Linked DNA regions of Mus musculus: regions 1, 2, 3, 4, 5 and 7 are each linked to region 6. The links are chromatin contacts, called in public HiCAR-type, HiChIP or PLAC-seq and promoter capture Hi-C maps. All regions are on one chromosome and are shown on one strand. The core of a region is the stretch at or near the end of the contact, and the rest is flanking DNA. Distances in the headings are between cores, read along the strand shown. Region 1 holds the start of Dpysl4 (dihydropyrimidinase-like 4). Region 2 holds the start of Lrrc27 (leucine rich repeat containing 27). Region 3 has its middle 19 kb from the start of Mki67. Region 4 holds the start of Inpp5a (inositol polyphosphate-5-phosphatase A). Region 5 holds the start of 6330420H09Rik (RIKEN cDNA 6330420H09 gene). Region 6 holds the start of 9430038I01Rik (RIKEN cDNA 9430038I01 gene). Region 7 holds the start of Mki67 (antigen identified by monoclonal antibody Ki 67).

The links. Promoter capture Hi-C pulls out the DNA fragments that hold promoters and counts their contacts. HiChIP or PLAC-seq counts read pairs in DNA pulled down with a chosen protein or histone mark. HiCAR-type assays count read pairs that join an accessible place to other places.
Region 1: an H3K4me3 HiChIP or PLAC-seq map of embryonic stem cells shows a contact between it and region 6, with 5 read pairs. The contact joins the promoter of Dpysl4 here to the promoter of 9430038I01Rik in region 6. A contact is called at or near these places in 1 of 39 promoter capture datasets (embryonic stem cells) and 2 of 115 datasets of contacts at active chromatin or transcription factors (embryonic forebrain and embryonic stem cells).
Region 2: a promoter capture Hi-C map of embryonic stem cells shows a contact between it and region 6, with 2.8 times the contacts expected there. The contact joins the promoter of Lrrc27 here to the promoter of 9430038I01Rik in region 6. A contact is called at or near these places in 3 of 39 promoter capture datasets (cranial neural crest, embryonic stem cells and pre-B cells), 1 of 484 Hi-C or Micro-C datasets (B cells) and 2 of 9 other capture datasets (adipose tissue and liver).
Region 3: a contact with region 6 is called in a CTCF HiChIP or PLAC-seq map of large pre-B cells, with 8 times the contacts expected there. The contact joins the enhancer-like site here to the promoter of 9430038I01Rik in region 6. A contact is called at or near these places in 3 of 39 promoter capture datasets (the 3T3-L1 cell line, embryonic stem cells and hippocampal neurons), 1 of 15 datasets of contacts at CTCF or cohesin (large pre-B cells), 2 of 115 datasets of contacts at active chromatin or transcription factors (astrocytes and stem cell-derived neural progenitor cells) and 1 of 9 other capture datasets (embryonic stem cells).
Region 4: a contact with region 6 is called in a promoter capture Hi-C map of liver, with 2.4 times the contacts expected there. The contact joins the promoter of Inpp5a here to the promoter of 9430038I01Rik in region 6. A contact is called at or near these places in 1 of 39 promoter capture datasets (liver) and 1 of 484 Hi-C or Micro-C datasets (CD4 T cells).
Region 5: a promoter capture Hi-C map of hippocampal neurons shows a contact between it and region 6, with 11 times the contacts expected there. The contact joins the promoter of 6330420H09Rik here to the promoter of 9430038I01Rik in region 6. A contact is called at or near these places in 1 of 39 promoter capture datasets (hippocampal neurons) and 2 of 115 datasets of contacts at active chromatin or transcription factors (embryonic forebrain and forebrain).
Region 7: a HiCAR-type map of astrocytes shows a contact between it and region 6, with 4 times the contacts expected there. The contact joins the promoter of Mki67 here to the promoter of 9430038I01Rik in region 6. A contact is called at or near these places in 4 of 39 promoter capture datasets (the 3T3-L1 cell line, cranial neural crest, embryonic stem cells and 1 more), 3 of 115 datasets of contacts at active chromatin or transcription factors (Th17 cells, astrocytes and pro-B cells) and 1 of 9 other capture datasets (adipose tissue).

Annotation. Positions count from the first base shown.
Region 1 is chr7:139,084,304-139,087,370 of GRCm38.p6, forward strand. Dpysl4 (dihydropyrimidinase-like 4) reads left to right here and starts at 1,698. Exons shown (of 14, transcript NM_011993.4): 1 at 1,698-1,858. The coding sequence starts at 1,820.
Region 2 is chr7:139,211,140-139,214,475 of GRCm38.p6, forward strand. Lrrc27 (leucine rich repeat containing 27) reads left to right here and starts at 1,849. Exons shown (of 11, transcript NM_027164.1): 1 at 1,849-2,128. It also overlaps a transcript of Stk32c not described here.
Region 3 is chr7:135,733,970-135,737,039 of GRCm38.p6, forward strand. No RefSeq gene overlaps it. Among named protein-coding and RNA genes, the nearest start is that of Mki67, 19 kb to the left of the region's middle. Within about 2 kb of position 1,817, at least 186 of the 459 cell types and tissues checked have an H3K27ac peak or open chromatin away from gene starts, as enhancers often do.
Region 4 is chr7:139,387,198-139,390,526 of GRCm38.p6, forward strand. Inpp5a (inositol polyphosphate-5-phosphatase A) reads left to right here and starts at 1,912. Exons shown (of 16, transcript NM_001127363.1): 1 at 1,912-2,267. The coding sequence starts at 2,193. It overlaps Gm46004 (a long non-coding RNA gene), which reads right to left and starts at 1,950. Exons shown (of 2, transcript XR_001778314.2): 1 at 1,369-1,950.
Region 5 is chr7:135,852,689-135,855,995 of GRCm38.p6, forward strand. It overlaps 6330420H09Rik (RIKEN cDNA 6330420H09 gene), which reads left to right and starts at 1,431. Exons shown (of 2, transcript NR_166518.1): 1 at 1,431-1,502; 2 at 2,216-3,288.
Region 6 is chr7:137,408,708-137,412,194 of GRCm38.p6, forward strand. It overlaps 9430038I01Rik (RIKEN cDNA 9430038I01 gene), which reads right to left and starts at 2,049. Exons shown (of 4, transcript NM_029886.2): 1 at 1,933-2,049. The coding sequence starts at 2,001.
Region 7 is chr7:135,714,918-135,718,269 of GRCm38.p6, forward strand. Mki67 (antigen identified by monoclonal antibody Ki 67) reads right to left here and starts at 1,462. Exons shown (of 14, transcript NM_001081117.2): 1 at 1,131-1,462. The coding sequence starts at 1,222.

The sequences.
Region 1 (3,067 bases), core at 448-2,947, 1.7 Mb after region 6:
TCTGATGAGGAGCTGAAATTTTACAGGTGCCTTGGGGGAGGGGGTGTCCAGGGCAGGTGGGAAGAAAGGTGGTATAGTCTAGACTCACTGCCAGGCCCATGACCCCTGTAGAGTGTCACAGCAACTCATTGTCCAGGAATGTGTTCTAAAGGACTGGCTGGGTGGACAATGTGAAGGTGGGGGTCTTTTGTTTAAAATCCATCCATCACTGTAGACTCCACAATGACAACAATTAATGTCCTGTGGGGTTAAGGGGTGTGTCTGAGAACACCTCTGGCTTGTTCCAAATCCTTAACCTCGGCTTTAGAATAGGCTGTCCTTGCTGGTCCTTAGACCCTCTTCTTACATCATGGTCCAGCATGGATGCATCATGGTCCAGCATGGATGCATCATGGTCCAGCATGGATGCATCATGGTCCAGCATGGATGCATCATGGTCCAGCATGGATGCTGCCACAGCACTTGGAGTAGACACCAGCTTCACAGCTCTTGCCCTGCCTTCTGGGAGTGGGGTGGAAGTTGTGTCCTGAGGGCAAGTCGCCAGGGTTCTTCAGGACAGTTGGTGCCTCTGGCCTGGCCCAACGCTTTCAGCACCCTCTGTTTATGGACAGCATCAGTACAGAAAGGCTTATGTGGGCTCCGAGGGGGCCCAAGAGGTTGCAGCACTGCCCCATTCCACATGCAGGCCTCATGCTAGGGGTTGGGGTCACCTGGCTGCAAATATCCTACTCCCACTGTGATAGCCGGCCCTACCCTGCATGTCTGTGAAGCCTCTGGCTGGGCTTAAGCTTGGTGTTTTCTTCTGCTGTGCGGAGGATGTCTTGGAAAATAAGAGCTATCGATGGATGCACCACCCGACAGCCTGAAGAAGTCCTCAGGTTGGTGAGCTACACCAGGAACCACAGGGCCCCCAAAGAGCCAGGCAGAGATGATCCAGCCAACGCAACCTGTCCCTGGGGCCTGCCCAATGTGGCCCCAGTCTGCAGGCCTCAGCAGGTAAAGGAAGTAGGACTCAGGTTTGGGGCAGGAAGCTTGGCTAGCTATCGGTCCTGGTCCCACCTGGATTTCTCTACAGAGTCTCCTCTTCGGTCTTCCCTGGCAGTGTCCAGTCCAGCCCTTTCATCTTTGTCTTGGTTGTTTCTCTCTGCCACTTCAATGACTACCCACCTCCTACCTTAGACTGGTGTGACCTGCCAAGGAACAGTTTGGCCTAGGCATCACCACTCCCTAGTCCCGCGGTCACACCAGGCTAGGGGATTGCGCTCCAACCCGGAACCATTCCTTGAATATGTATGGATTCTGCTAGAGATGCTAGGCTAGATTTTGGCTCCTCCACCTAGATGTGAGAATTAGTTTTGAACCCTGGAGCCTAGGATGCCTCGGGCCACCACAGAACAAGGCTAGGTGCGGCCAGGCTGGCCAGGTAACTCTTCTCCTGTCATTCCCTGATTGCAAACTTCATAAGTGATGGTCCTGACAGGTCGTAAGTCATCCTTCTCTACTCCGCACAGGTGGACCGGGGTGCAGTGGTCCCAGCCTGTGGCCTCCAGGATGCTCTTGGGGAAGGGAGGGAGAGAGGGAAGGAAAAGAAAAGGAAAAGGGAAAGATTTCCAAGCAAACCAGCACAAACGGGAGCAAGGGGGAGGGGCCCGGATGCAAATGACGGTCGGTGGGCGGGGCCTGGATGCAAATAAGCTAATCGGAGCCCAGAGCCGGGCTAGCTCACACTCGGACTTCCTAAGCTCCGCGCGTGTCCTCGTCGGTACGTCCACGCCCGCGCAGCCCCTACCGAGGACACTCAGCCCGCCCGTGTATCAGGATGTCCTTCCAAGGCAAGAAGAGCATTCCCCGGATAACGGTGAGTCGGGCCCCCGCCCTCGCTGCGTCTGCGCCCCTTGCCCACGGCGGGAGTGGCTTGGCTTGCACGCTCAACGGACGACCCTCCCGGCCCTGTCCGTGAGTCCCACACCTGCTCCAGTCCCCAGCCCAGCGCCACCTTTTCTGCCCTCTCCTTCGCGCGCCGCCAGCAGCGGAGAGAGCTCTCCAGGCCGCGCGGAACCCTTTGCGCAGTCGGCGCACAGGCCCGCGGCCCCGCCAGCTCTCCGGAATCCGGTGATCCGCTTGGAGAGGCCGGGTACGCGAGCGGCCTGCTAGCCGGAGCATAGGTGGCCGGCCTCCTGCTGGGTCTAGCGTGTGGCGGATGGGGTTCAAGTGGACATTGCCTGGAGCTCTGTCTCCAGGACGCCCGGCGGACACAGCCTTTGTTGGCCCCGGGGCCTCAAGGCACTCGGACGTCCGAAGCTGCTCCCAGAGCAGCCCGTGGCCGTCTACCCCCTGGGCGCGCCGCTTTCGTGTCTCTAGCGCTTTGTCCGAGACAAAGCGATTTAGCCCTGGCTAGTAGATCTGATGTCCCTGGAGGCCCCGAGCCCCTGCACGAAGCCGGGTTCGGAGACTCCACGGAGAGGTGAGTACTAACTGACCACTGAAACCAACATCCCTACAGAGCCCCCTTTCAGAACAGACCTCCTCAATACAGACACGCAGAAAGTGAGAGGTCAGTGTGTCCACCCTGCCGGCCAGGAAACAAAGCCTTCCCAATGGGGCTGCTGGAAGCCTCGGGGGAAGGGAAAGGGAGCTGGGATCAGCTGGACCAGGTCGCGGGCTCCGGGAGGTCTTTAAAAAGCTCTAGACTTGTTCTCATCATAAGAGCTCTGGAGTCTAATCAGGCTGTTGGAGAGGTCAGCTCCCTAGCCTTCTACGGGGAGTCCTCTTCTCCTATTAGAGGAACCAAAAGTAGTTCCTGCCTTTTGGCTGCCTACTGTTCCTAGGGGTCCAGGCCTGAGGGAAAAGTCCCACCAGCTAGCTGGCAGTGAGTAGAGATGGAGGTAGCAGTCTCCTGCCTAGTCAAGCAGTGTTCATGAAAAGAGAGAGGGCTCACTGGAATTCCCATTCATCTAGATAGTGTATATCACAGTATTGCTTGCTCCCCCAAATCCGGGGAACCCCAGAGTGCAAATTCTGGTGCCTGAAAATAGGAGTCTAAATAAGGACCCCCAGAACTCAAGAT
Region 2 (3,336 bases), core at 599-3,098, 1.8 Mb after region 6:
CCGCAGCCAGCAAGCAATATCTTTAAAATTCTGATAGAAAATTGTTGTCAACAAGGAACTCCGTACCAGTTAAATAGTCATTCAAGAATTAGATGAAAACAAAGAGGCTACATTCATAAGCTTAAGGAGAATAGCCCAGAAACACTTGCCAAGAGAACTACTCAACAGAGGCGGTTTAGCTGGGTAATAAAGTGAGCACAAAAAAAGGCAAGATGAGTTCCTACATATAATTAACTACCAGATACAAAAACCAATTTTATGGGCTTCTAAAGGAAATCAAAACTCAAGACAACCGTAGGATGAAGCAGTGGGCTGAGATGCTGCTAGGCTGGAGTACCCAGTGGCTCCCCGAGGTGCCTATGGACACCAGTTCCCAGCACATGACCATTACACCAAGCATCTCATTTTGCCAATCAAATGTGTATAAATTAATGTCTAATTTTGGATATAATTCTATTTTCCTAGTAGCAGGAAAGGTGGAGCATGTGTACTTGTGTGCGTGTGCATGTGTGTGTGTACATATCTGCACACATATGTGGGTGGGTATATGTACATATGTAGAGGTTGAATGTCAACTATGGGTGTTGTTCCTAAGGAGCTGTTAACTTGTTTGTTTTGTTTTTTGACACAGGGTCTCACTGGCTTAGAGCTCCACAGTGGTTGAGGCTGGTTGGCCGGTGAGCCCTCAGAATCCGCTTGCCTGTCTCCAAGAACAGGAATTATAGGCATACACTGCTGCACCTGAACTTTTTAAATGGATTCTGGTGATCCCATGAGTACGTGGCAAGCATTCCACTGAGAGCCACCAGAAAGGGGCCTCTCTGATGGCCTGTGTGGCCAGGCAGGAATGCCCTGCCTGCTCTGTATCCTAACGCTCCTCACAGCACCTCTTGACCCCAAGCTTTAGCAACCTGTAACCAATGGAACACTCGGGGGGATTCCAGCTGCCAGCCGCCATCTCTGCAGTGTTGAAGGGACATCAGGAGACATTTGATCAGAGGGCTACTGGGCTCCCACAACTCTTGAGTTTCCTAGGTTTTCTTGTTTTCTTGTTTGGGGATATTTTCTTACAACTTACTCCCATCTCACTTTCAGTCCTAAAGAATATATTAGTAAATGAATTGAAAATTCTATTCTATTATTTAAATTTATTATTGCATTCATATAGGGGATACCACAGGACAACTCTGTGGAATTGGTTCTCCCCTACCTAGGTTCTAAGCATTAACTCATCTTGCTGGCCTGAGTAAACAAAATTTGCTGTTGTTTTGGATCTAGACTTCCACTTTGGTCCCATCTTATACTTTCAGTTCCATCCTGCTTTGCTACTTCAAAAATGTTTAGCAAGATTATATCACTGAGCACGTTAGCTAAGGGCATAATTCAATGTCCAGGCCAGTTCATTTCCGATAGTTTCCCTTAGAATTGATGACGTGTCATGTTGCTCTGTGTGTGACACATTACTCACTAAAAACGGTGGAAATTGCTAAGATCTCAACTTCTGGCCCCCAGAAAGGAGTGACCCATATCACTTCATTGGTCAGGATCCTCTAGAATCCGCAGCGGGCCTTCTATCCCCACCAGATCTGATACTAAGGCAGTTTACCACGTTCCCGTAATTTCTCTTTTCGGGAGGGATCCTTTTTCTCTAAAGGTTTAGGGTCTATGGACTTGGTTGACCTGCCTCCCAGAATACCCTGCTCTGCAGGTTTCTAAATGGAAAAGGACAGCCTCCAAGTTTCCACACTAGGAGAGTCTGTGCAGATCCAGGCCCCAGGACAAAAGGGCCAGCAAACCCGGCACCAGCCTGGGAAGCCGAGAGCGCAGCACTGCGGCAGCTGCTTCTGCGCAGGCGCGGAGGGCAGCGGTCAGTTCCAGAGGCCTGAGGCCCGAGGGTCCATGGCCCTGGAAGACGGTCTGGTCAGCAGAAGCATCACTCGACCTCCTTCGGGTCCCCAAGCCCTCCCCGAATCCACCAGCCCATCCTCTCGAAGTTTCTTTCTGGCCTTGTCGCCCACCTCCAGCATAAGAGGCGGTAAGCGCACGCGCACCGAAGCTATCCCAAGCCAGACCTGCGACTTGATGCCTTCCGGCCTCCGTACCGCAGCAGCGTCTCCATGGCGACCTGGTAAACCGCGCAGCTCGCTGGTTTGTTAGGTGGTGCCTGAGCCTCTCGGAGGCGGGGCAGCCGACGTGTCAGGGCGGAGTCGCAGGTGGGCGGGGAAGAGCAACGGGGCTGGAGGGTGGGATAGCTGTTACGTCAGTCACCGCTAGCCGGCTGCACTGGATGGGACCCGGCCACCAGGTTGTGGGGCGGGGTCACAGTCTGGCGGGCGGGAGTAGACGCTGGGTTGGGTTGAGGAGACCGCCACAGACTCACAGAGCAGTGAGTCTGGTCTGCTGGGGGTCCTGTGAACGTCAGCCTTTGATGGCGCGGTGGTGGGAGAGAACTATGACTAGATCCCCTACCCTTTTACAGTGGCCGCACCTGGGAAGATGGGATTGAGGTCCAAAAGTCGAGTTCCCCTACCAGCCCAGTCTGGAAACAGCATCACTAGTCCCCTGCCTCCCTCTTGTCCACACATTTTCCTTACAATGTAATTTGATGGAGGCAGAATCTTTCCTCCTAATTCCAAGGTGTAGAAAAAAAATACAATAAGCCGTAGACTATGCAAAGGCTTGGAGACCTTAGGGAGACCCATTACCCAGCTTGGGGGGGGGGGTGGCATATCTCCTGCCAACGCAGACCTAGGTTCCCCATGAATTGTACACCTTTAAGACCAGCTCCTTAACTGAAAAGTCACCCGCTCCTTAAAGGAGAGTGAAACTAGGAAAGTGTGCCAGCATTTGGCAGATCTTTCAGCCATCCTCTTTGCTTGGATGGTTTTGCAAGTAATACCCTGGCTAAGCAACAGGATTATTGAACTAAGATGCAAGATTGTCATTGCCCAGGTTTTTCCCTAGTGCCCACCTAGATACCTCTTTGGTCTGGTCTGGGCCAGTGTGGGAGGCAGGGGTTGGCTTCCTGACTTCAGAGTCTTGGATACAAGAAGCAGAGGAATTTCCAGGGTGGAAATAGGAAACTGTCTTATCTCTTCCCATCTTACAGGTGTTTTGCAAACTTGAAAAGTCCCCCGGTGTTTTCATCCTGGATGCTTGTTTCCACTGGTATCTTCCAGTTAGACTGTAGTCAGGTGGCTGTTTGCTTGTCATCTAAGCACTTTGGAGGTGCATACAGGAAGATCAGGAGTTAGAAGTTCACCACAGTGAGTTGGAGGCCAGCCCAGACTACTTGAGCCCCCCTTCTCGAATCATAATTGTCATTCTCTTCTTCAA
Region 3 (3,070 bases), core at 567-3,066, 1.7 Mb before region 6:
AACAGAAAAAGACTGAAATATTGATAAATATTGGCTGGACCTCAGCAGCAAAGGCAGGACGGAGAAGCCCATTTGGTTCCACTTATATGCATCTCCAGAATAAAAGTGTGTGTGGGAGGGCAGCTGGCACCGGGTCACTGCTTCCTTCTGGCCCATTTGATGGCAGGTTGGTTAAGGGAGAAGGGATGGATATCAGTTTATATTTTTGCTTGATATGTTTACCATACAAAAGGTCTCTGTTTATCAAAACTATTAGAATTAACACAAATCATATCTGTTTTTTCCACTGTATGAAAAACTTAACCCTAATTCAAACAATATTTGAATCGACCCAACGCAATTCATGGTCCTTATTTGGGTACGATTGGGGAAAGCTACAACTGCTAATAGCGTCTCTATGTTCATGAAACAGTTTGAGAAATATGAGTACCGAGGAAATAGATGATGATATCCAGGAAATATTGTCCGTGTGAGGCGGTATAGTTAGCTCAGCAATGGTATTAGTATTTAAGAGCAATCTTTGTCTCCTAGGGAAGCCCACTGCAGTCTCTCTGTTTGCTTATTTTGAGACAGTCTTGCCGTGTAGCCCACACTGGCCTCAAACTCCAGGCCTCTCGAGTTGTCCTCCAGAGAGCTGGGATTCTGGGCTTGCTCCATCATGCCTAGCTATTATGTAGTATTTGTGAAAGTAGAGAGATGTTATCTGGAGCTTTCCTCAACAAAACAAGAGTGGACATGAATGATGTTGGTTACTGAATCTTGGGAGGTACAGCCATTGGGATGGAGTTCATTTCATGACTGTCTCCTGTGTACCTTGGGTTTTCTGAGGAAGGAAAAAAAAAGCTTTAAAAAGGAGTGCTTCATCTCTTAACATTAGAAACCCGGTGTAATGATGTGCACCTGCAATCCAGGATGAGCCCCTAAATTGAAGGTCTGCCTGGGCTATGTAGTCACACCCCACTTACAAGAAAAATTGTCCCCAATAAAACCCCAAACCTCCAATCAAACAAACACTAAACAATAGCAGCTAAACTTCTCTGGGAAGGGGTTCCCCGTGGCTGGCAGTAGGTAGGCAGGGAGAGGCCCCACCGCACCCCTGAGGGCATGAAGTCTCAACTCCTTCCAGATCTGGTAATTCCTGTTTCCTGGCCTCCTCAATGGTGTGTTTATAAAAGGAGGCAGGTGAGGTGTAATAGTGCAGCGGGAGGGAGCACCCTAGCTGGCCTGCCCAAGGTGTCCTTCCCGAGGGATCAGCCGTGTAATAGACCTAATATGAAGAAGGTTTATTGTTAAGAATGGGAAGGGGACCTGGAGAGTGGATAGAGGCAGAGAAAGGAAGGTAACAGTGAAGAACAGAAAGAGAGGAGAGAGGAAGAGGGAAAGAGGTCACTGGGGACATGTGGGGGATGGGGAGGTGGAAAGAGAGAGGGTGAGGGAAGAGAAGGGGGAGGCACGGAGCAGTCTTGCTATTTGCTTGCCTGCTAGCACTACCTGAAGGGTGGAGTTGCAAGCTGTTGTAGTTTAGAGGAATTGCTAACACGTAGAGCTTAAATTTCAATACAGGACAAGGCCTGATGTCAGGTTCCCCAGCCAGATCAACTCAGCGTTACATAACGTGTTTAAAAAAAAAGGATTTGTATTAAACTCAAAAGTGGTGGATAGCTAGCCTTTCAAACAAAAAAAACCCAGCGTTCTGGAATCTTCTGGCAGAGCAAAGGATCAGTTTTCCCTTTACTTAGGCTCCACCCTCTGCACAGACGGTAGATCACTGCGGTGGCCTCTGAGGCCTGGGAGCTCGATGGCTGGGACCACAGCGTCACCTGGCGGCCACTTAGGGCCACTACACTATAGGTGCAACCCGGAATCTTGGGCACAGGAGCTCCGAGGTCTGCGCAGGTGCAGAGCCCAGCCTCGCCCTGCCTGCGCTGGGACCCGTGCTAAAGACTAGTCGGCCGACTAGGGGCTGCTTAAGCGACATCCAGAGGCCAGCAGCTTCAGGTCTCCACCTAGCGTTAGTGCCTAGACACTGCACTGTTCAGTGATGCACTGGGAGACCTGTGCCAAAGAGGGAAGTGCGAGTCTTAGAGTCCTGTCTGCTCTTTCGCCCTGCTTGGGACCTTGCAACAAAACCAAACTCAGCCTCAGGGCTGCTGGAACAGGATTATTAGAACATAACCACCGTAGGCTGAAAAACTGTGAATGAAGTGGAGCCATATTCTGTCTCACACATTATGAAACAAATACTTTCAAAACTTTGCAGCTCAATATCGCAATGACTGGCGTTGATCAACTTACACCACCACCACCCCTTAACAATAATAGCATGAGAAAATACCAGCCTGCAAAATAAGATCAATTTGGAAGCATGGCCTATCTGCGTAATTAGCCACTCAGTGTTTGAGATGCTCGGCGTCTACTGTGGGAGGCAGCGTGCTAAAGAGGAGTAAGAACTTGGAGTGTCCAAAAGGCAGGCTGCCTGCATAGGGGATCACTCCGGATTTACAGAGCCAGCGGCCTGGGAGGCGAGCTTTAGCGGGTTCTGAGTGTTGCTGCCATCTAGAGGAGAATCGCTGCAGGACACGTTCTTTTAACTTCGAAACTGCTTGAGTTTTTAGGAACTAACAGCAAGAGCAATGAGTTAGAAGGGCTACAGTCAGTCGACAAGGAGGACCTGCTCCAGGCTGGGCACCCTGCTGAGAGTTTCAGGCTCCTCCCAACCTTCCCAACCACTTTGTACCCTGTCACTCTGAATACTCCAGAGGTCCAAAGGTGCAATCACGGGGAGAGATCACTCTTGGGGGCTACCCTAAGAACAGGGCCTTCTTAATTGGAGCCCAAATGTCTAGGTGTATTGCTTGCCTGTTTATGCTTTTATTTTACAGAAGAAAGCGTACAAATCCAGAGAACCTAAAACTATTTCCGTAACCACACTCCTGTTTTGGCAGTAGAATATAAATCTACTATGTGTCTGCAGATGGAGACCTCCAATATTGAAGCTAGGCTGTGTCGAAGAGGCTTTTTTTCTTCTCCCCTTATGGTGTTTAGTTTGTTGTTGAAGGCCTCTCCCCTC
Region 4 (3,329 bases), core at 662-3,161, 2.0 Mb after region 6:
AGTCTTAGAATGTCTTTCCCTAACTTTAACTCTTGAATACCCTCTCTTCTTCTAAAGCTTGTCTATAAGATAGAGCATTCAAAAGCACGGCCACAGGTTTTTCTCCAGAAGCCTGTACACACTGACTCCTTGAGTGTGGGCTTCTCTCTGTAATACTACTTTCTCTTAATCCTTTTCTTTGTCGCATCTCTGAATTCTTTCTCAGATGGTGCCAAGAGTTGGGAAACACTTGGTAGGGAGCATGTGGTTACTGGGCACTGCGCTGTAAGCACCAGATACTCATTTCAAAGCCTTGCTGTGGGAAGCTCATTAACATTGCTAAATGCTAGTTCCACACTGGATGATGTTCACATCCATTGCGTTAAGTAAATGCCCTGTTAAAATTAATTCCGGCGGTTGTTAACCTCTGAAAAGTCCATCTATAGCGGGCGGGCAAGATGGCTCAGTGAGTAAGAGCCCTTGTCACCAAGCTTCATGACCCGAATTCAAATCCCAGAACCCATGCTATAAGAAGAGAACTGATAATTGCAACCTGTTTTCTGTAGCGTGTGTGTCTGAACCAATGCACACCATACATACAAACTAAATACAAAATTAAAGAATGAACCCACCAGAAGAACTGTCGTTGCAAACAGGGTTCTAGTATGTCTGTAGTACTGTTTCTTTGGATGCCTCCTCGCAGGCTACAGCGCAGCAGCCCCACTGGACAGGGCTTTCTGGAGGCCTAGACTAGCAAGGGTTACCCAGCTCACTATATGTTCCCTACCAGCCCCGTCCCACCTCCAGGAACAACTGACTCTATCTCAGAGAAATTTCTTGATTCCTTCTACATGTAGGACTGATTCTGTTCTTCTAACTAGCATACCTCCCTGCCCCCCACCTCCAGCTCTCTCTGGTGGCTAAAATTCCCGGACTGACCACATCCCCCACCTTGGGAACTGTCCTTGGGTGTGGCATGGGGGCCACAGCTGGCTATCCAAACACCTAATCTGAACTTTTTCTTTTTTAGGTGGGAGGGGCGGGGTATGGTCTCAAGCTAGTTTAGGTTGCTATGAGTTCAGGTTGGCCTCGAACTCATAGCAATCCTGCCACAACTTCCGAGTACTGGGATTACAGGAGTACATCAATACGCTTGCTTCTTAAAAGGATTTATTAGTTTTCTGTTTTTGGATGCCAACAGCTTTCTGTTTTGTAAGCAAAGTCCTATATAAGGAACTGGGTGGACGTGTTAGGAAATTGCAAAATCCCATACACTTGATCTGCAGACCCACTCTTTGCAGACCCAGAGCTGGGACTGGAGGAGGCTCCTCCTTAATTCTCCGTGGCCCTGCTCCCTCCCACGGTCCGCCTACGTCAGACTCCCCGTACCGGCGAGGGCCTGGACCCAGGCTGAAGACCGGTTCCACATCGGGGGGGGGGGATGGGGGGCCAGGACAGAGGTTCCAAGGATCTCCAGGGCTCCCAACAAGAAGGCGGGCTGTAGTCGTCCAAACTCGCGGCTCCTTTAAGAAGCGCTTTGGTAACAGGGTCGTGACGTCATGGGAGTGGAGGGTGGAATATGCGCGTAACCGCGGCAGGGCGGGGCAAAGCCAGGGGAGGACTCAGGGGCCTGACTGACAGGAATGCCCCATATGCCCGCCTCTCCCCTCCTCCATCTGGTGTTGGCTCCGCCCCACCCTAGGCTTAGCTCCTGTGAGCAGGCCCGCCCCTGCACAAACCCCACCCCCAGCCTGACTCAGGCTCGAGAACCCGCCCTTCCAGTGGACCCGGAGCCAGGGAGCCTAAGACCCAAGTCTGTAGATTGTGTGCAGGCCCCGCCCCATAGGGAGGCCCCACCCCCGGCGCGACCGACAGCCCCGCCTTCTAGGGTCCCACCTCCTGTGGGGCGGGACTTGTCCCAGCCGGAGTCGGCGGCGGCGGCTGCGGGAACTTTCCCGGCGGGTCTAATGGCTGCGCGCGGGCCGCTGTGAGGCGCGGCGGCGAGCGGGCGCGGGGCCGCGGAGCAGCGAAGAGCCGCGACCGCGAGGCTGGAGCCCCGGCCAGGCCCGGTCCGACCCGCCAAGCCCGCGATGCGCCCCTGTGCTGTCCCCCGGCGCAGCTGACGCCCCGCGGCCCCGCGAGACCCCAGCCCTACCGGCCCCGCAGGAAGCGGCCGCCGCCACCCAGTCCAGAGCCCGCTCCGCCCGGGCACCATGGCGGGGAAGGCGGCCGCCCCCGGCACCGCGGTCCTGCTGGTCACGGCCAACGTGGGCTCGCTCTTCGACGACGTAAGTGCCGCGCCGTCGGCTAGGGAGGGGCGGTTACGGGCTAGGAGTCTCCCAGCCCGGGACCCTGACATCCCCATTTTCAGTTGGAGACCCTAAATTCCGGCCCCTACAGCGTCTTCTATAGCCGCGGACTCCGGGCCAGTTGTCTTTGGGACGTGTGACTCTGATGCCCCCTACCCACAGCTGGAGACTCCGACCAGGATTTTCCCAAGCCCCAGACAGACCCTGACCCCATAGCAGGGGGGTACCCTAGGCCAGGAAACTTCCAGCTACACACTCGGGACCTTAACACCGCTTTTCTGGTACCCGAGGCCAAACTCGAAGACTCAGTTTTTGAACCCCTGTCTTAACCCATACTACAGGAACCCAGACTCAGTCCAGATCCTTGAATCCTGATGCTGGTTCCTTGCTTTGCTCCCAAGACAGCAAATCCCTATCTTTTTCCTGCCTTGGAACTCCAGAGCCACAAGTACTGACCTGGAATTTTGACCCAGAATCCTGATACTTGGATGTCCTGGCTTCCAAACCCAAGCATACGCTGACCCCAGGTTTTCTGATTCACCCCCTGGCCCCCAGTCTCTGACTCTGATCCCCCAAGTCTGATTTCTGGTTCCAGAAACCCAGCTTTCAAAAATTTTGGTCCTGTTCCTCTCAACCCATACCACACTGACCCTGAACTCTGAGTCTCTACCCTAAAACCTCAGATCCTACACCTACTCTTGGCCCCAGAGTGAGGTCCCTGCCTCTAATTCTACACCCCATCTCCCATCCCCGAACCTTCCTCCCAATAGACCTCAGTCCCAAACCTTGAGCTCCATCATCTGAGTCCTGGTACCTATATCCCATCCCTTGGTCTTGTCTTCTGAGGGGCCTGAGGCGTGAGGCACCTCATTTTGCCATGTAACTTGCAATAGCACTAGTTCTCAAATGAGGTAGCTCTCTTCAAGCCTTGGGGGACTTTATATTCCTGTTTACTAAATGAGAAGGTGCTGAAAAGCTCTTCAAGGCCAAAAATGATGCCAAAGGCCTTTATCTTGTAGAACGGCTTCTCCAGTCCCACCC
Region 5 (3,307 bases), core at 181-2,680, 1.6 Mb before region 6:
CTGGGTTTTCTGGCTGAACTAAGAGCTGCCTGAGACATCGTGGGTTTAGTCACTGCCACCCGTTCTAGCCTCCATGAAGACACCAAGGTCATGGGCCAGGTCTCCTCTGGGCTGGCTGAAGACCACAGGGGACAGAGACGAGCCACATTAATGAATGCCCATTACACACTGCTCAGGGGAGTTTGGGTATCAGAACAGGTTATTAACCAATTTCTGAGCTATGAGACTTCATTTTTGGTGTTAAGACAGAAAATACAAAATATTGCCCAACTGCAACAGGCTTGCACATGCAGTTAAAATGATAACTTCTAAGAGATATAAAGGTTTTGCACACAGAGTTTGTACCTGGGATCCATTTGAGCAAATATAGGTAAGGACATTCTTAAGAGGAAGGTTTGCTCTGCCTTGCCAGTTTCAGCATCTTTTGGAATGGGGCTTTCAAATTGAGTCAGTATAGACCTGGCCTCTGGCCACGCGGGTGGAATTGTGGGAAATAAGATCCCTGGAGAAAGGCCTGTCTGAGTTCATTTCTGGACACTACAACCAAGGTCTTTAGAATAGCAAGGGGGTCTTTCACAGTTAAGGGGAGACTCCCTCTTGCACAGGCCTGGGCCTCCACAAGGGAGCATGGTTACTCTCTCTCATGTGGGGTTTCAAGCAGGAACCATGCCCCACACCTCAAAGGCTGGACCAGCATGTGGACCCTAGGTGTCACAGGCATTGGGAATTCATGATGGCTGTATTTTTGAAGCAAGTTGCATCCGAGAGTCCTATGATCAGCAAACTGTCCTTGCCCCTCCCTCTTCAAGTAGACCCCAGCAGGGACAGCCCCGGGTCCTGCTAGCTTGCACCAAACTATGCCTGCCTCTGTGATCACCACCCGGGCTGCCAGGGCGCCTTTCCATCGGTTAATTAGAAGCCAAGTCGGTGGAGCCCCCCGCCCGCCGCCGCCCGCTCTGCCCGCCAGGGGCGCCCTCCCCGCTGCCCGCCGGCCCTTTGATCGCCCGCGGCCCGAGGCCCGCAGCTCGCAGCCCACACTGTGGCGGGCAGGTGGCGGCAGCGGGGCGCGGCGAGCTCAGGCGCACCGGTCCCCGGGCCGCGGCGCGCTCCCCGCCACGCCACACATCAAGGCCCGGCCGGCCGGCGGGCGCCTTCATTAGCAGCCTGAAATTATAATATTATGTTAAAGAACAAAGCTGCTCCCCAGAAAAATATGTGCTGCATATCTGACAAAGATAAATTGGATTATTCAAAATATTCTTGATGAAATGTTACATTTTGCAACTAATTATCAATCTGTTTTATCTGTAGACCAGCTGGGCATTTTTGTGCATGCAAGACCGGCCTCCGCAATGATCTTAAGATGTCACTGCGGCGTTTACATCTTTTATTTCAAGGTTTAAATAACTGGGAAGTAGCTAATGTAATTCACTGCTGAGAAGAAAGGCAAGCTTCTTGATTCCTTTCCAAAGCCATCTCTTCCTAATGAACTTCTTTGGACTGTGAGTAATGAGGCTTTATTCAAATAATGTTTAAGGAAGGCTCTGTCAGTGTAATCTTGGGGAAAAAAAGGAGGGGGGCAATGTTTAATACATTTAAAACATCTCTATTCATAGCGTATTAGCCCCCACCAGCCCACAACAGCACTTACCGGTGAAGACACTTGCTCTTGCCCGTGGGAGCTTCAACTTGCAGGCAGGTTTGCCCTCTTCTGCTGCACAAAGTGAAGACCACAGCCAGATCTTCTAGTACCGAGGGGCCTGAGAAACAGATGCGGCATTCTACATTTGTCCCTCCACCCCTAATTTTTTTCTATCTGGTTTTATCTTGGGGATTGTGCCGATATAGTTTAATTGAGTTGTGGGCATTCCCCCCGCCCCCCTCTGGTTTGAGACGGCAGTTGATTCTAGGTTGTTCACGTTTTCCTTGGATATTGGTAGCTAGAAAAGGCACTTGGTCTGCTTGTATGGGGACCGCAGTCACTCCCTACCTTCCAGGTAGCAAATGTATTTTGAGTGACCTTGTGTGACTGTGGACTCGCTCTCTCGCACAGATGTACTTTCTGACCCACCTGGCCTTTCAGTTGTAACTCAGAGACTAACGGAATCTTCCTGATTGGTGCTTTAGACTTTGGGTGTTTTTGTTTTTTGTTTTTTTGTTTGTTTGCTTGTTTTTTGTTTTCCGGGTTTTTGTATGTTTTGTTTTGTTTTTTCAGCTTTCTTTTGGCCAAGCTCCACGGAGAAGGCAAGGCTTCCCACTGTATGGATGAGGAACCGGAAGCCAAAGAAAGGGGATGCTGGGCTGTGCTCAGTGATACCCCGAGGATACCCAAGGGGCCTCAAAGGAGACACAGCCGGCACTGACACATGTTCTGAGCGCCCCACTTAGCAAAGGATGAAAGATGGAGTTGTAACCGCTGGGAGAAACATGTGGGGGACCTGTCACTGTGTGGATTTCCCTTCTCAGCTGAAAGGTCTTCAAAGTGCCTGTGAGGAGCATGCCAAGGAAAATCAACAGCCATTCTCCCACCGAAATGACAGAGCAGGCATCCTTCTTGCTCTCCTAATTGATATCATTGTGACTGCTTTTCCATAAAATTATCCCCAGACAGGTTCTCAGAGCTGTCACCAAGCCATTTGAAATTTTGCATGAAGCACGTCTCTGTATGTGTTGCCTCTCTGCATGACTTCTTTCTTTTCCTTCTTTGGGCCTGGCTTTTACAAAATGTCTTTTGTACTCTTCACAGAAGAGAATAACTTCTGACCTCACTGTCTGCCTGGGTCTGATCCCTGGGCATTTCATTTGGCAATCCCAGGGTAACAGTCGAATGATAAGATGTAAAGGTTTTAAGAAATGAGTCTTGGACTTCCCTGAGTCCAGTGAGAAAGGGATTTTTCTTTGTTTTAAAGTACTCTTTCCTCCTCAGATGTTTCTTTGGTGGATTCTTGGATATCTGGAGCTCTGCTGAGCTCCCTCCTTCTTGGTTTCCTGCTCCCAACAAATAATAATTATTATTTTTTCCATACAAAGTGACTTTGGGGTTGTCCTTATCTGATGCTGAAGTTCCAAAATGCCCAGTATGGCACACGCTTGAGATCTCAGCACTTGGGAGGTGAAGCAGGAGTTCAAGGTACTTAGGAAGCTCAGTACCAGCCTGGGTTATTTGAGGCCCTGTCTCAAAACAAAAACAAAAACTGAAACAGTTCCCTCCATAATGAATGCATAGGCGACAAAAGAATACAGTTCTACATGGTGGTATGATCCACAGAATAAAAATATCAGATCCTGTTGCTGTTTCTAATATCAT
Region 6 (3,487 bases), core at 799-3,298:
AACTGGTCAATATGCAAGGAGAAGAGATAGCACCATTCTGCTAACAAACTGCCTACTCCTAACCTCTTCCATGCCTAAGTCTCAACAAAGAACCATAAACTTACGTAAAACATTGAGTGCAGTTTGAAGTAAGTTTACGGTGTAAGTACATTTAAGTTTATGCAAGGAAATCAATCCTTACATTTTACCAATGAAGACTCGGGAGCCAGATGCTGGCACAAAAAGTCTCCTTGTTCAGAGACAGAGAAAACACCCAGCTGGCCTTCCTCCTCAGTCGATGTCCCAAAAGCCATGCCCCCCAAAAGCCATTCTCCCACACCTTCATCAAAGAACCCCTTTAACTGCGTGTCCTTCTACTTCCTGTGTATCTCTCTGTCCATCTTCCTGCCTTCCTCCTTACTCTCTATGACGTTTTAATACTTCTATGTTCACTTCCTGTCACCTGTTGCTTGTTCTGCCTATTGACCATGGCTGACTTTGTTTTATCCTGTTTACAACAGTCAAGCTAAAAACGTTTGCATTTAAAGGTGTGTGCTAGGGCTGTTTTCCCAGTAAATAACAGAATCTGAGGGTTGAAGAGTGTGATCAAATATCCTGCAACAATTGAGGGTTCTTTTGTTTTGTTTTATTGGTAATTTTTTTTTTGTAACTCAACTGTGCAGGTACCTAGTGAGAACTCTAGAGGTTGTTGCAATGTCAGATGCCTTGCAGGCTCAGCTCCTGGGCAGCACTTGGCACAGCCAGCTTAGCCTACCCAAAGACTTCCACCTTCCCTTAAAGGAATGCTTAACTTCCCCTTGCCTTCTCCCCAGGTTTGGGGCAGGAAGTTAGGTGTCTTCTACAGACTAAGCACCTGGGCTTTCATAGTGCTCCATTTATAGGCTTGGCAGATATGGAACCGGTCTACAGAGACCTGTCTCTTAACCAACTATCAGACTATTCAAACAATGGATTCCAAAGAAATGGTAATTTCTCCAGGAATCTCACGCCAGCGTCCCAGAGCGGCGGCTTCGAGGGGGGGGGGGTAACTTGTCTCAAAGAAAGATTTCACACAGTTCTGTCAGACCCCTTCACAAGATGACACTGAAGGTGTGGGAGTGGTGGCTCACGCCTTTAATCCCAGCACTTGGGAGGCAGAAGCAGGTGAATTTCTGAGTTTGAGGCCAGGCTGGTCTACAGAGTGAATTCCAAGACAGCCAGGGCTACACGGAGAAAGACACTCCCCGCCCCCCCCCCCCCCAAAAAAAAGGACACTGAAGCCTAGACAATGCTAGCCAGACTATACTTTTTTTTTTTTTTTTTTTTTTTTTGGTTTTTCGAGACAGGGTTTCTCTGTGTAGCCCTGGATGACCTGGAACTCACTTTGTAGACCAGGTTGGCCTCGAACTCAGAAATCCGCCTGCCTCTGCCTCCCGAGTGCTGGGATTAAAGGCGTGCGCCACCACTCCCGGCTCAGACTATACTTTTGACACGGACTTCTTAGATATTCTTGGCTCTCTATTTCAATTTTAGTCTCACTTCGGGACTCCTGAGTCAGACTAGGAGTGATTTCCTCAATCGCTTTGTTCCTCTTCGACTAGGTGTTTTAAATCTTTTCCCGCTTTCCAATTTTAACTTGGCTCTTTCAGTTTGTTTATGAGGATAGATCGCCAGAGCGGACTTGTGGCGCAAGTTGTGATCCATGAACTCCATAACACTCAGAATACTACAGCTTAAGTCAAGGGAGCACATAGCTCCTCATCTTTGCGCAAGCGCAGCGGGAGGGGCGGGACTGTCCTCTGCCTAGCTCCACCCAGGCCCCGCCCCTGGCCCCGCCTCGGCAGCAGGCTTACGACGTCCAGCCCGCCGGTCATCCGGAAGGACCTCGCCCCGGGCGCCCGCGCGCCAGCTAGGACGCCACCTCCCTCTGCCCACGCCCTGCCCGGAGCTTACCGCGTCCCCTGCCGCTGGCAGCTCCTCCGTCCTCCGCCGTCTCCAGCGGCCCGACGCCAGGCTGTCCATGCGGCTTCACGTACCGCCTCTCAGGCCACTCGGAGGCGGGAACCACTCGACCACGTGTCTGGAGAAGCCAATGAGGAGGCGTGGGGCGTAGCCTAGACTCCACTGACTGCCCTCGCAGAGGGGCTGCAGGCAGGAGTAGCCGAAACCCGAATCTCCTACGGCCTGAAGTGCGGGTAATTCTTCCAGCAGCCACAGGTCGATGCCTCGCAAGCCCAAGCCGTGAGTGGCTTGTCGATTCTCGGTTCACAAAGTCAGTCCCAAAGGGCGTTTGTTTAGGATTTGCCACCCTTCGGCAACCCTTGGTCCGCGGGAGGCACGCCCTCCTCTCCTTCCTTGTGATTGGTTACTGAGTCCTGATAAGTAGATCCACGGACCAATCGGCACGCCTGAGGCTGCGCTGGGCGTTGTCTTTGGGAGTTGCAGTCTGACAGCTATCAGTTTTGCTCTATGGTACAAGAGAACTCGAATTCTCAACCTGGCCTAGTGGGCAGAGTCCTGCTGTGATTTTGCTGGCGGGTCGAGAGCATACACAGGAACACCGTGACCTGGGGCAGGGACAGCCACAGGCGTCGGGGATACGGAGTGGCTCTCGGCCTGGCTTTACGGAAAACTACACACTTGACTTCTCAGAAGCTATGCCAGGGTTCCTGCTGCAGCTTGAATAGGCTCTCCCTCTCCTCCCTCCCTCCAGGGCCCACCGCAAAGTTCTGAACTGTTCTCTACCAAAGCTCCCAGACCCCCATGCTTTATTGACGAATTAAATTAGAGCCAGTTCTTTGGCAGTGATTGTCTAGCAGTGGGCCTGTGAACTGGTTTGAACCAGTGGGAAGTAGAGAAGCTGCTTGGAGCAGAGACCGTAAGATCCCCTTTTCCAGTTCCAGTGTAGTGTTAGCTTCCTGGGACGATGGCAGCCTTCACATCACGAGGACAGCTAGTGGCAATGCTAGTGGGAAGTGAAGTTTAACACGAGATGGATTGTCGCAATCTCGTGTCACACACCCTTCCTACCTGGTGTATCTTTGGAATTATGAATCTATTGAATTTTTTAAAAGGCTTGGCAGTGTGTCTTGGTGTTGGAGTGCTTCCCTAGTGTGTTAACTGGGTGTTGTCTAGAGGAACCAAACAGGGTCTTAAAGACAGGAAGGTAGATGGAGGAAGGAGGATCAGAAATTCAAAAGTCAGAGGCTTGTGAAATGGCTCAGCGGGTAAGAGCACTGACTGTTCTTCCAAAGGTCCTGAGTTCAAATCCCAGCAACCACATGGTGGCTCACAACTACCCAAAATGAGATCTCATAATGAGAGCCGACACCCTCTTCTGGTGCGTCTGAAGACAGCTACAGTGGTACTTAATAAAATGAATAAATCTTTGGGCCAGAGCAAGCAGGGACTGAGCAAGCAGAGTTGACCTGAGCAAGTGGGGCAACCAGAGCAAGCAGAGGTCCTAAAAATTCAATTCCCAACCACCATATGGAGGCTCACAGCCAGC
Region 7 (3,352 bases), core at 212-2,711, 1.7 Mb before region 6:
TTAAAAGCCAGACTATACTCTATATACTGTCTGCTTTCCTATGAACCTCTGGAGTCTAAGCATACCTCTTACAATAAATACCACATAACCAAATGCAAATTGATTTAAATTTTTTTAAACTTGTTAAAAGTATATTTAAGTAATATTGCAGAATAATCAAAATGAATGACACTTGTGACAAGAATTTGTACTCTCTTCTTTTAAACAACAACAAAGTTATAGAAAGTTCTTTACTCTGACAGGAAGTTCTTACTCTCAAGAAAACAGAGGTTTTGGGTTTCAAAACACCAGGCAGAAAGACCATATGTTCGAACCCCGTTTTACGGAGCAAAAAGATCACCACAATCCATACTAGATACAAAAGACCACAGACATTCTGGACCAGATACTTCCTCGACTGTCAAATACACCATGTCTCTGTCCTTACTCAGCAGTACTAACTAACGGCAGGCACCTCTCCCAGGGTGACATGAAAATCTGTCACCAGACTTTGTCAAATGTCTGAGAACTACCATTCTTGCCAGATCGCCATCTTCCTACCACTCATCCTGTGCCACACACTGATTGATCTTAAGTGTCAGTCGCCATATGGGACCCTAGAGATGTAACCATTAACAAGGCAGACCTTGTCTTGGAATTTAATCTACTGGGAGACAAACAAAACAATCTAAAACCTAGTCACCAATCTGCATGGTGTTAGGAAAGACGAGTTTTCTTAAAAGCATCCTCTCAAGTAACATTTCAAACGCGGCAGAAAGCCATAAGGGTCAACGTTTGCAGAAGTGGCAACACCAGCCACTGCCTGGAAGGCCTCAGGGAAGATTGCCATCCGACCGACGGGGGAGGGTGAGAGGGGACTCTCCCAGAGCACCCGAGCAGGGTTCTCCTATCTGATGTTTCCCGAAACATCCAGAGCCACAGCCGGCTGCCTGAGAACGACAGTGCGGAAGTTGCGGGACACCGACGTCAGCCTCGCGTCTACCGAGTGTAAAATCCCGATTCCATTTGGAAGCTCCCAATGCATGAGCGTGACTTCCGAACAAGCCACAGGGACAACCCTGTCAAACGCAGAGGGGGGTTGGGCCGCGGGGTCGCCGCCCCGGGTCACCTCAGCCCCGGCGCGCACTCACCTTCCAAACAGGCAGGAGCTGAGGCTCAGCGGGAAGTGTGCGCCGTCATCGCCGCTCCGCTTGATGGTGACCAGGTGAGCCGAGGACGCCATGGTCCGCCCGGCCGTCGGGACTGCGGACCAGGGCGGAGAAGCCTCTCGGTGAAGCTCGCAGTCGCCCCGCCGGGCCGCTCCTCAGCTGGTCCAGTCAGCGCAAGTTAGCTCTGGCCGCCGCTCACCGGGCGCAGCCCGCGTCGGAGCCCTCGGCTCCTTAGCCGCGGAGGACCGACCACGGCCACCCGCGGCCTTCGCTCCGCCCCGACCAGACCCGCACTCCCGCCGCCCGCGTCCCAAGTGCCCGCCACCCGCCACCCGCCGCCCCGTCCAGCCCCGACTGTCCGCCTAGGCGGTTCCGCGCCAAGGCTCGCCCGCCGCAGCCCGCCCGATTCAAACCAAAACGGCGGTTCAAATTCTGGCGCTAAGTGCTGCGATTGGGCCAGGCGGCCAGCCAGAGACCAATGGCGAGGGCGACAGAGGATTGGGGAAGTCCAGAGGTGGGGCCAGGCTGCGAGCCTGGGGGGGGGGGGGGGGGTGGAGCCGGAAGGTGGGAGGGGCCAGGCCGGTAGGCGGGGCCGGGCCAGAAGCTGGCTGGAGAAGCGGAACCCGAGCGGAGATAAGCTCCGGAAGGCGGGCAGGGTGGGGCTGGTGGGCGGGCCACTGCTGCTCTAATAGGCAGGGTAGAGGGTCCCAGCTTTTTCAGTGTCAGCAAAACTAGCGTGGCGACCTGTAGGAAGCTACCTGTAGGCTCCCTCTCCAGAAATCAAACACCGACAACGCCGCATCTTGCTCAACGCTAGAAGCTTTCTATTTTTAAAATTTATACCCTTCCTCTGCCGTTTCTGCAACACCTCATACGCAACCTAAGGTTGTTTCTCCTGCCTTTTCAGTATCCCTCAAACTGTCCTTTAAAAACTGGGGGACATCATTATAATTCATTCTACAGTCTCCCTGCTTAATGAACACTGAGGCAGTGGCACGGTTTTTCCGAAACCATAACTTAAGAGTTATTGCTGCGGCACGGTTAAGTTTGCAATGCTTTGCTGTTTCAGGGGGAAATGCCGATTAAAATAACCTGTGCAAGACTGCACCTGCAAATCCTAAAATAGGGCTCCTGGGGCACCAGTTGGGGTTATCTGAGGCCAGGTGCCAGTCAGATGAATATAGAGTACCTATGTTTTCCTGTCCTCTTTTTTCATGCTCCCTCCTCCTGTTCCTGGATCAGTGTTCTTCCAGTAGGGTGTTGTAAAAATTCCGCTTCTGGGGCAATAGAACCAATGTCTACCCTCTCCTCAAGGTCTCAAGGACAAGCCTGAAGTATGAAGCCATGAAATTTCACTCTGGGGAACGAGTGTGTTATACCACCCTAACCCAGGCTGATTAGTTATAGCATACCTCTTGGCCTCTAAACCTAAACCTCTGGTCAGGACTTCAAAAATATATTTAGGGTGCCATTGGGCCCCTTTGCTCCTATTCACAATGGGGCCACATGAATACACCCCCTTTCTGTGCTTCTCACTGTTGCCTCCTCTTTAATTAGCCTACTGAGGATGGGTGGTCCAGCCTGCCTTGTTAGGGCTGCCAGGATCCAAGCTCTACTTTAGGCCTTGGGCATTGCCTTCTCATCCTGAAACCTAAGCAATAGATAGATAGAGAGAGAGAGATTTAAAAAGCAGATCAGTTCATACACACATACACACACACATATATAGTTGTTACTTTATCATGAATATGTATATAAATGTGTGTGTCTGTGTCTGACCATGTGGATATGAGTACAGGTACCTCTGTATATCAGTAGATAGCATTGGATCTCACAGGACTAGAGTTGCGGGCAGTTGTGAGCCTCCTGAAGTAGCTAATGAGGCCTGACCTAGGTTTTCTCCAAGAGCAGCGAGGCCTCATAACCCCTATGCCATCTCTTCAGCCCTCCGTTCATATATTTTTAATTGTTTTTTAAAATGTGCTTAAAATTTACACTTTATGCTTTGTTTTAAATTATAGCCTTGAGGAACGTAACTTTAAGAGCCACAGTGTCTTCATTACTTTTCCGTTGTCATGAGAAAACACCATGACCAAGGCAACTTATTTTAAAAAATTAAAAAAACAAACCAAAACAAAACAAAAAAACATTTAACTTGGGGCTCATAGTTCCAGAGGGTTAGAGTCTATGACTATCATAGTGGG